Regions from separate parts of the Rattus norvegicus genome. Here region 1 is linked to region 2. A link is a contact called in public Hi-C data. All regions are on one chromosome and are shown on one strand. The core of a region is the stretch at or near the end of the contact, and the rest is flanking DNA. Distances in the headings are between cores, read along the strand shown. Region 1 overlaps Mef2c (myocyte enhancer factor 2C). Region 2 holds the start of Mef2c (myocyte enhancer factor 2C).

Region 1 (3,636 bases), core at 12-2,511, 140 kb after region 2:
GCTACCCAGCTCAGAATAAGTCTGTGTTAAAGTGTAAATGAAATCCCGCCACCAGAGAAGGTGTTCAGTCATGGTAAAGAATTACCAACAAATAGACACTCCTTTTTTTGTGGGGAGCAAGACACTGTGAAACTTCTGCGTGGCCACTGATATTGGGAACGGGGACAAAGGAGAGGTTGTGATGACATCAAAGACACATCATCTCATTCTTATTACTTTCAACTTAATTTATATAGACGAGTTACCTATGGAACCCAACTCACTGAATTTTTAGGAGGTTCCCACTCTGTTGTGTTTAGAGGAGTGTAAGCTGAATGTCCCAGAGTGAAGAAAAGTATTTATTGATAAGCTGTGTCACTTCGAAGCTCCTTATTGGCATTCATTATTAAGCGCTGGTGTGATCCACGGCAGAAGCATTTAGTTAAATGTTAGTGAAATGGCTTTTCTTACCCAGAGCAGGAAAACTCTTCCAGAAGTCAAAAGATGATTTCCTCAAACATCAAAATGAATTGTGAAGTAACTTTGAACCAGTATAAAATAGTCCACTATTATGGAGCCTTTGAAATACAGGTGTTTTCCTGTCTCCCACCTTAATACGGCTTTGATTTAAAGACAATTTAATTAAAAGTCTTAGAAAATCAGAGAACTAATATAGACTAAAATAATAAGCTTCAGATAAGTAGTTCCACGGATAGACAGAGATTGAAAACTGTGTGCACTGGGATTGGCATCTGTATCTGAATGTGCAGACTGCCTAAACCAGAAGGGCTCATTAAAGCAGCAAAGAGCCCCCTTGATAATGTCCTCCATGTTAGCTCATTTACTAATAAGAAGGGGAAAGTCATCCCTTGCCAGTAGGTGGTGCTTTTGTATAAAACATTACTCAAAGATAAATTCGTTTCTGACTAATTTTCTATCTCTGTACATCTTAACCCTGTGTCACATCCCCCAAAGGCCAGCCCCACGTTATCCCACTGCAGTCTCTGAAATGCACTCACTGTTCAGAAAGACACTAGCCCACACGTAGTTCTCTCCGTCAGGGAGCAGCATACTTGCATGCATTAATAGGTAGGCTTGCTTCCTTTTGTTTAAAACCGGTGTCTCTGTACATATAATTATTTTCCGCGAGTATCCCGCAATTAAAGAGACTGCAGTACCTTCTTGATGGTGTAGCTGGATCAGATTGACTCTGGATGTGCATGTCATGAAGCAAGAACAAAGCAAAACAGAGAAACAAACAAAAATCGTAATGCTGATGCCAGCAGAGTGAGCACGGTTCGGCCTGCTCAGTCATCAATCCCCAGTCCACACTTAAGACTTAAAGCTTTTCTCTGAGGCTAACTGTTGTCCAGAGTCTCCCAGAATGCACTGTCTGCAAATCAGTGATGATTAGAGCCATAGTGATGGCTCACTCCTCCTTCTTCTCCACATGCTTTCCTTCACAAACAACAGATTCGCCGTTAACATTATTATAAGTAAGACAAGCGTTACCTTAAGCAACCATCGTCACTGCTGCTTAGCCCTGTTAAGATTAAAGGAATTGGGAACTACAGACAGGATTTTCATTCTAGACAGCTGCAAATGATAAAGTCCAGTTAGGTATCAGTTTTAGGGAGATGATTTTTGAAACAGTTTTTAAATTTTCTGCATATAATATTCAGTCTTTCTCCCTCCTTCCCCCCCCCCAAGCCTGACATCAGTTATATATAATTATACGGCGTTTGATGTGTGCTGTTCATTTGAGATTCTTACTGTTCGTTTTCCCTTAGTAATATATATCTCCAGTTATATGGGCATATCAGTTAGAGAGAAATTCTTATCAATAATGGGTTTTTTAAAAATAATCTCAAATACACAGACACTGATAAACCAAGAGAGTGCCATTCAAAGTCAAACACTGTCTCCCAAGGTTCAGAAAAGAACGGAACTAGTATAGGGGGAAATTCCATGAACGCAGAATGACTTTTGTACCTTTTGTACCGTGTCTTAATCCTTTATGAAAGGGTAATCTATACAGTTACAGAGTATTTTAGAAGCTGGAGATGATCCCCGAGGCCTGGGCCAGTTAAGTGGTGTATTTACCCCCAGGCAGGAGCATTCTCCGTGGCTCTAGGCGGTGCCGCCCCGCAGTGCCTAGCTGCACTCTCATTGTGGGCACGCACTAGAGTCTATGCAAGTCTTTTAAGCTGCTATGTTTGTAATGTGAGTTCCTGGGGCCTGCAGGCCTCCTCCATCTGTAACTGGGTTTCCTTTCCTCCTACAGAGCTTGCACTAGCACTCATTTATCTCAGAGTTCAAATCTCTCCCTGCCTTCTACTCAAAGCCTCAACATCAAGTCAGAACCTGTTTCTCCTCCTAGAGACCGTACCACCACCCCATCGAGATACCCACAACACACGCGCCACGAGGCGGGGAGATCTCCTGTTGACAGCCTGAGCAGCTGTAGCAGTTCCTACGATGGGAGCGACCGGGAGGATCACCGGAACGAATTCCACTCCCCCATTGGACTCACCAGACCTTCGCCGGACGAAAGGGAAAGTCCCTCAGTCAAGCGCATGCGGCTCTCTGAAGGATGGGCAACATGATCACATTATTACTTAATAGTTTTTTTTTCTTGCAGTGTGTGTGTGTGCTATACCTTAATGGGGAAGGGGGGTCGATATGCATTATATGTGCCGTGTGTGGAAAAAAAAGTCAGGTACTCTGTTTTGTAAAAGTACTTTTAAATTGCCTCAGTGATACAGTATAAAGATAAACAGAAATGCTGAGATACGCTTAGCACTTGAGTTGTACAACAGAACACTTGTACAAAATAGATTTTAAGGCTAACTTCTTTTCACTGTTGTGACCCTTTGCAAAATGTATGTTACAATAGATAGTGTCATGTTGCAGGTTCAACGTTATTTACATGTAAATAGACAAAAGGAAACATTTGCCAAAAGCGGCAGATCTTTACTGAAAGAGAGAGCAGCTGTTATGCAACATATAGAAAAATGTATAGACGTTCGGACAGACCCGGCAAGGGGTGGCCACTGGTTAATGTTAGGAACATGCCGGTCACCTAACATCTGAGCACGCTCACAAACCTGCAGGCATATATCATTGGCGTATGGCACTCATGCAAAAGGATCAGAAACCATTCAAAGAGGACCATACCCACTTTAAAAGAAAAGGAAAAAAAAGTGTGGTGTTTGAGAGCTAACGTATTTAATTAAATAAATAAATCTGGGTCTGCATCTCTTATTAAATAAAAATATAAAAATATGTACATTACATTTTGCTTATTTTCATATAAAAGGTAAGAAAGAGTTTGCAAAGCATTTGTGGCTTTTTGTAGTTTACTTAAGCCAAAATGTGTTTTTCCCCTCAATAGCTTCGCTACTATTTTAAACAGTCCTGTAAACCCCACCAAGGACTTTTTGTATAGAAAGCACTACCCTAAGCCATGAGGAACTCCATGCTTTGCTAACCAACATAACTGTTTTCTCTTTGTAGAAGTTTTGTTTTTGAAATGTGTATTTCTAATTATATAAAATATTAAGAATCTTTTAAAAATCTGTGAAATTAACATGCTTGTGTATAGCTTTCTAATATATATAATATTATGGTAATGGCAGAAGTTTTGTTTTCTTAATA
Region 2 (3,847 bases), core at 1,071-3,570:
TAAACCCATGGTAGTCACATTTGCTATGTGAAAGAGAGGCGAACACAGTATAGCATAGATACTAATTTTCAAAAGTAGAACAAAACACTTACTATGTCACAAAGCTTGTGCTTTGTGACAGTTTGTCATGCTTTCCTGTAATGAAGTCGCAGTACTAATTAATAGTCTCCATGTAAGGAGCCAGAGGTTTGAAGATCCTTCCGATGTAGTTTAACTTGCCTGGAAAATCAACTTTCTGCTTTCAAGGGAAGCCTGTGGAGGGTGCTTAAATGTTAAGTCCACTGCTCCTCCAGGAGCTTCCAACTTCAAACAGCACAATGAGATGGAGGCTTTTTGAACCACGGTGCCCTTTTGCATTAGAATAGTTCTCTGCTGCTGTACTGAAGAACTTACCAGAAAAATGCAGCCAGTTATTGGGTTAAACATACACTTTTGAAAGGAGTTTATTTTTGTGTGTGAGGAAGTATCTTTAATTAGCTAGATATTTCATTAGTCTGCTATTGTCTACACTGTATCCTCTATGTTATGGTACTCTGTGAACTTTCTCTTCCTCCAGTCATAATATTAAAAAAAAATTTTTTTTATGTTTTACACGATCTACAGTACTCCTGGCCATGCAATCTTTCAATATTTTGGGGAGACATAGGGGTGATGTGTATAACTAGTTGATATATTTAATCTTTAGCTTTTTGGGTGTGGTCCCAATATCTAGTACCTTTTCCCCTAAGTATCAATTCTTTGTTAACCTATATTTTTACTATGGAAAAGTATTCTAGAGGCTCAAACCTTAACCTAAGTATCCTTATCAGTCTCTGCTCTTGCTTCCTGTGCAGCTGAAACTCTTCAGGATAAGTGAAGTCACCCGCTATCGGTCAGGGGAGCCTAATGCATTTGGGAAGTTGTTTTTGGTTTACTTGCTAATGACCTGGATAAAGTCCAGTAAGGTGTGGAGGAGACCCTGGAGGGAAGGAGGGGGTATTCTCGAGAAAGCTGTCCCCTTGGTAAATTTGTCCAGATTGACTCGAAAGTTAATGGCCCCGGGATAAAGTCGAGATTTCAAAAACTTGTAATTATTTTATTACTAACATTGGAGGTTCCTTTCGGCTCACGTTCTAACCTAGCCCTCCTGGCTCTCAAGGCCAAAAGCTTTGTACATTCTGGGCGGGCAGGAAGCGCACGCTGGGATCGAGGCTTGCAGACATCCTGGATCGTGGCTTTTACGCGTGAGTAACGGAGGCGCGCGCGGACCGGAGCAAGGATGAGGTGGCTACTGCGAATCCAAAGGAGGGGGTGGGGGGAGTCACTAGAGCAGCTCTTAGGGTCGCGCTCCTATTGGTCAGAGGGAAGATCTCGACTTCAGAAGGACTTTCCTGTTAGCTGCCTTGCAGCCTCCCGGGGGAGCGAGCGCGCAGCAGCCCAGCGTCCCCTCCGAGCGTCCTCTTTAGCAACAGGGAGAGAGGCAGGGAGCCGCCGCTCCCCGTGTTGTCTTCCCTTTCATGCAATAAAGAATTGTCATTAGGTTTGCGTATGGCATGTGCCATTACCCCACCGTAAAACTAAAATTAGCAAAATGTCAGGAATGGAAAGATTGATTCACCAAGATGCAATTATCATTTAAAAGTGCTTGATTGAGGTACTGATGTTCAGTGATTTATTCTGCATACCATATACATAATTAAAGTAGTGTAGTGGAGTAATTTATCAATCTAGTTGAGACTGGAGGGGTGAGGAGGGAGCTGCAGTATGTTTGTTTTATTAAAATGCTGCGAGGTTCTAGTCCCGCCCCCCTTTTGCAAGAGTGAAACTGATGATTTCCCCAGCTCGAGAGGAGAGTCAACGGTTTGGGCTGGTAGGGATAGAAAAACGGAAAGGAAAAGGCAGCGCCAGGAAAAGGCAAGAATAAAATGAATTGGGGGACGGGGGGAGCACTGGCGCGTACGTGCTGCTTAGAACCCCCGTGTGCTCAGTCTTGCTTGCCGCCCCCGCGTCCCCTCCCAGTATCCTTACATTCCCCCCCACCCCCCCCACCCCCCCCCCCCGCTCTTTCACAGGACGTATCTAAGGCTGGGAGCTGCTCTCCTTTTCCCATTCGTCTCCTGTCACTTCCTTCCTGGACGCAGTTTTCTGGACAAGTCTGGCTACTTTTAATCCCACCGGCCACAGAGAGCCACTTTCTCCTCCTCTTCCACCTCCTCCTTCTCTTCCTCCACCTTCCTCCTCCTCCTCTTTCTCCTCCTCTTCCAGCGGCTTCGGTGCGCGCGCGAATGCGCAATCCCGCGCGCGCCCTCCCCTTCCCCCCCCCTCGAGTGCGCACACACGCACACTTCGTCTCCAGCTCTCAGCTCACTCGCCTCGCAGTCACAGACACTTGAGCACACGCGTACACCCAGACATCTTCGGGCTGCTATTGGATTGACTTTGAAGGTTCTGTGTGGGTCGCCGTGCCTGCAGCTTTGAATCAGGTGGAGAAGTACTTCAAGGCTGGACGAAGTAAAGATTATTGTTATTTTTTTTTCTTTCTCTTCCTCTCTTTTAAGAAAGGAAAATATTCCAAGGACTAATCTGGTCGGGTCTTCCTTCATGTAAGTACCTCTGACATTTCACCAAAAGAATAGAAATAGTCTGTGTATTGTCTCTGAAATCTGCACGGATCTCTTCCAGACACCGGGTCTATCCAACTCCTTTCTGGAAGGCTTAAGTTAAGGCTTGTTGTGCATTCTTTTCTTTAGATTCTACGATTTCCTTGTGTGTGGCTGAAAGTAACTTTTTAGATGGTAGCATCGGTTTGCCATCTGCTATTGAAATCACATCTGACTGTTCCTGTCACATCAGTTTGTTTAAAGTTTCAAGAAGTTAGTTCACGTCATTAGCGTGTTCAGTAGGGTGGAGAATGTGGATCTTGGTGGATTTTACTATTTCACAGACTGTTCTGTGACCTTGAAGTAGCTGTCTTAAAATTTAGCTGTTAGTTCACTATGGAAAGATGTTCCTATGAGTTGCCCCCAAAGACTGATTTGCCCTGGGTTTAGATTCTGAACCACTAGTCCTTGGAATGACTTTAAGCTACAGCAGGGCTGCCTGCCAGAGTCCACCTTTTGTGCATCCTCTTCTTTCACCAAAGTGCATGCTTGTGAGAGTTTAATTGGTGGGGACCAGAAGCAGTTGCCCTGGCCATGGGAGCCCGTGCACTGCACAGTTCATGTTTGTATTCCAGCATGTGCATTGTTGTTTAGATCAAGGGAAATATTAAGCCACTTAAAAACAAACAAGGCTAAGTCACTTAGCCCGCCTTCTGTTTGGACTTTGGATGAAAGTTACGAAACTAAGTGACAAAGTTGGCCATAAAGAAAGTCTATAGAGATGGGACACATTTCTTATTGTATTATTGCGTATTATGCAAGTGCTTGAGTGCAACGCTAATGTGATTTCCTTTCCAGAACAAGGCTACCAATTCTTAAGGAAAATGTTCTATCTGAGCCATTTTGAACTGTTCTAGATGCTATAGTTATGAACCTTTTCCCTCACATTTTTGAAATGGATGTCTTCTGTATGAAATACTTGGTATGTAAATGCTGACAGTGTATGTAGAATCAGGCTCTTTGCCAATTCTTTAACTGGTCCTCGGAGGAGAATTGCTTTGACACAAAGTGCATTTTACTATTGTTAATGTGATAGTAACTCTAACGGTAACTGCCTTATGAAATCTGTAGTGACTGTATGTGTTCTCTAAGTGCTGTAAAGAAAACTCTAGTTGCCTTTCCACGCCTTTCCAGAAGAGTGACCCAGCTCCCTTCCACTGGCACCTTGCAATGGAATTGTGTTGCAGAGTAAAAATGTTTGTGTGGTG

Evidence for each region. Hi-C and Micro-C count contacts between places; a contact is called where the count stands out from the background.
Region 1: a Hi-C map of frontal cortex shows a contact between it and region 2, with 3 times the contacts expected there. The contact joins the enhancer-like site here to the promoter of Mef2c in region 2. A contact is called at or near these places in 6 of 12 Hi-C or Micro-C datasets (the A7r5 cell line, the Rat2 cell line, Schwann cells and 3 more).

Annotation. Positions count from the first base shown.
Region 1 is chr2:15,864,575-15,868,210 of GRCr8, forward strand. It overlaps Mef2c (myocyte enhancer factor 2C), which reads left to right. Exons shown (of 11, transcript NM_001399397.1): 11 at 2,264-3,636. The coding sequence ends at 2,585. The region is part of intron 1 of LOC103691412 (a long non-coding RNA gene); the gene reads right to left. Among named protein-coding and RNA genes, the nearest start is that of Mir9-2hg, 56 kb to the right of the region's middle. Within about 2 kb of position 1,262, at least 14 of the 93 cell types and tissues checked have an H3K27ac peak or open chromatin away from gene starts, as enhancers often do.
Region 2 is chr2:15,726,695-15,730,541 of GRCr8, forward strand. Mef2c (myocyte enhancer factor 2C) reads left to right here and starts at 2,321. Exons shown (of 11, transcript NM_001399397.1): 1 at 2,321-2,582.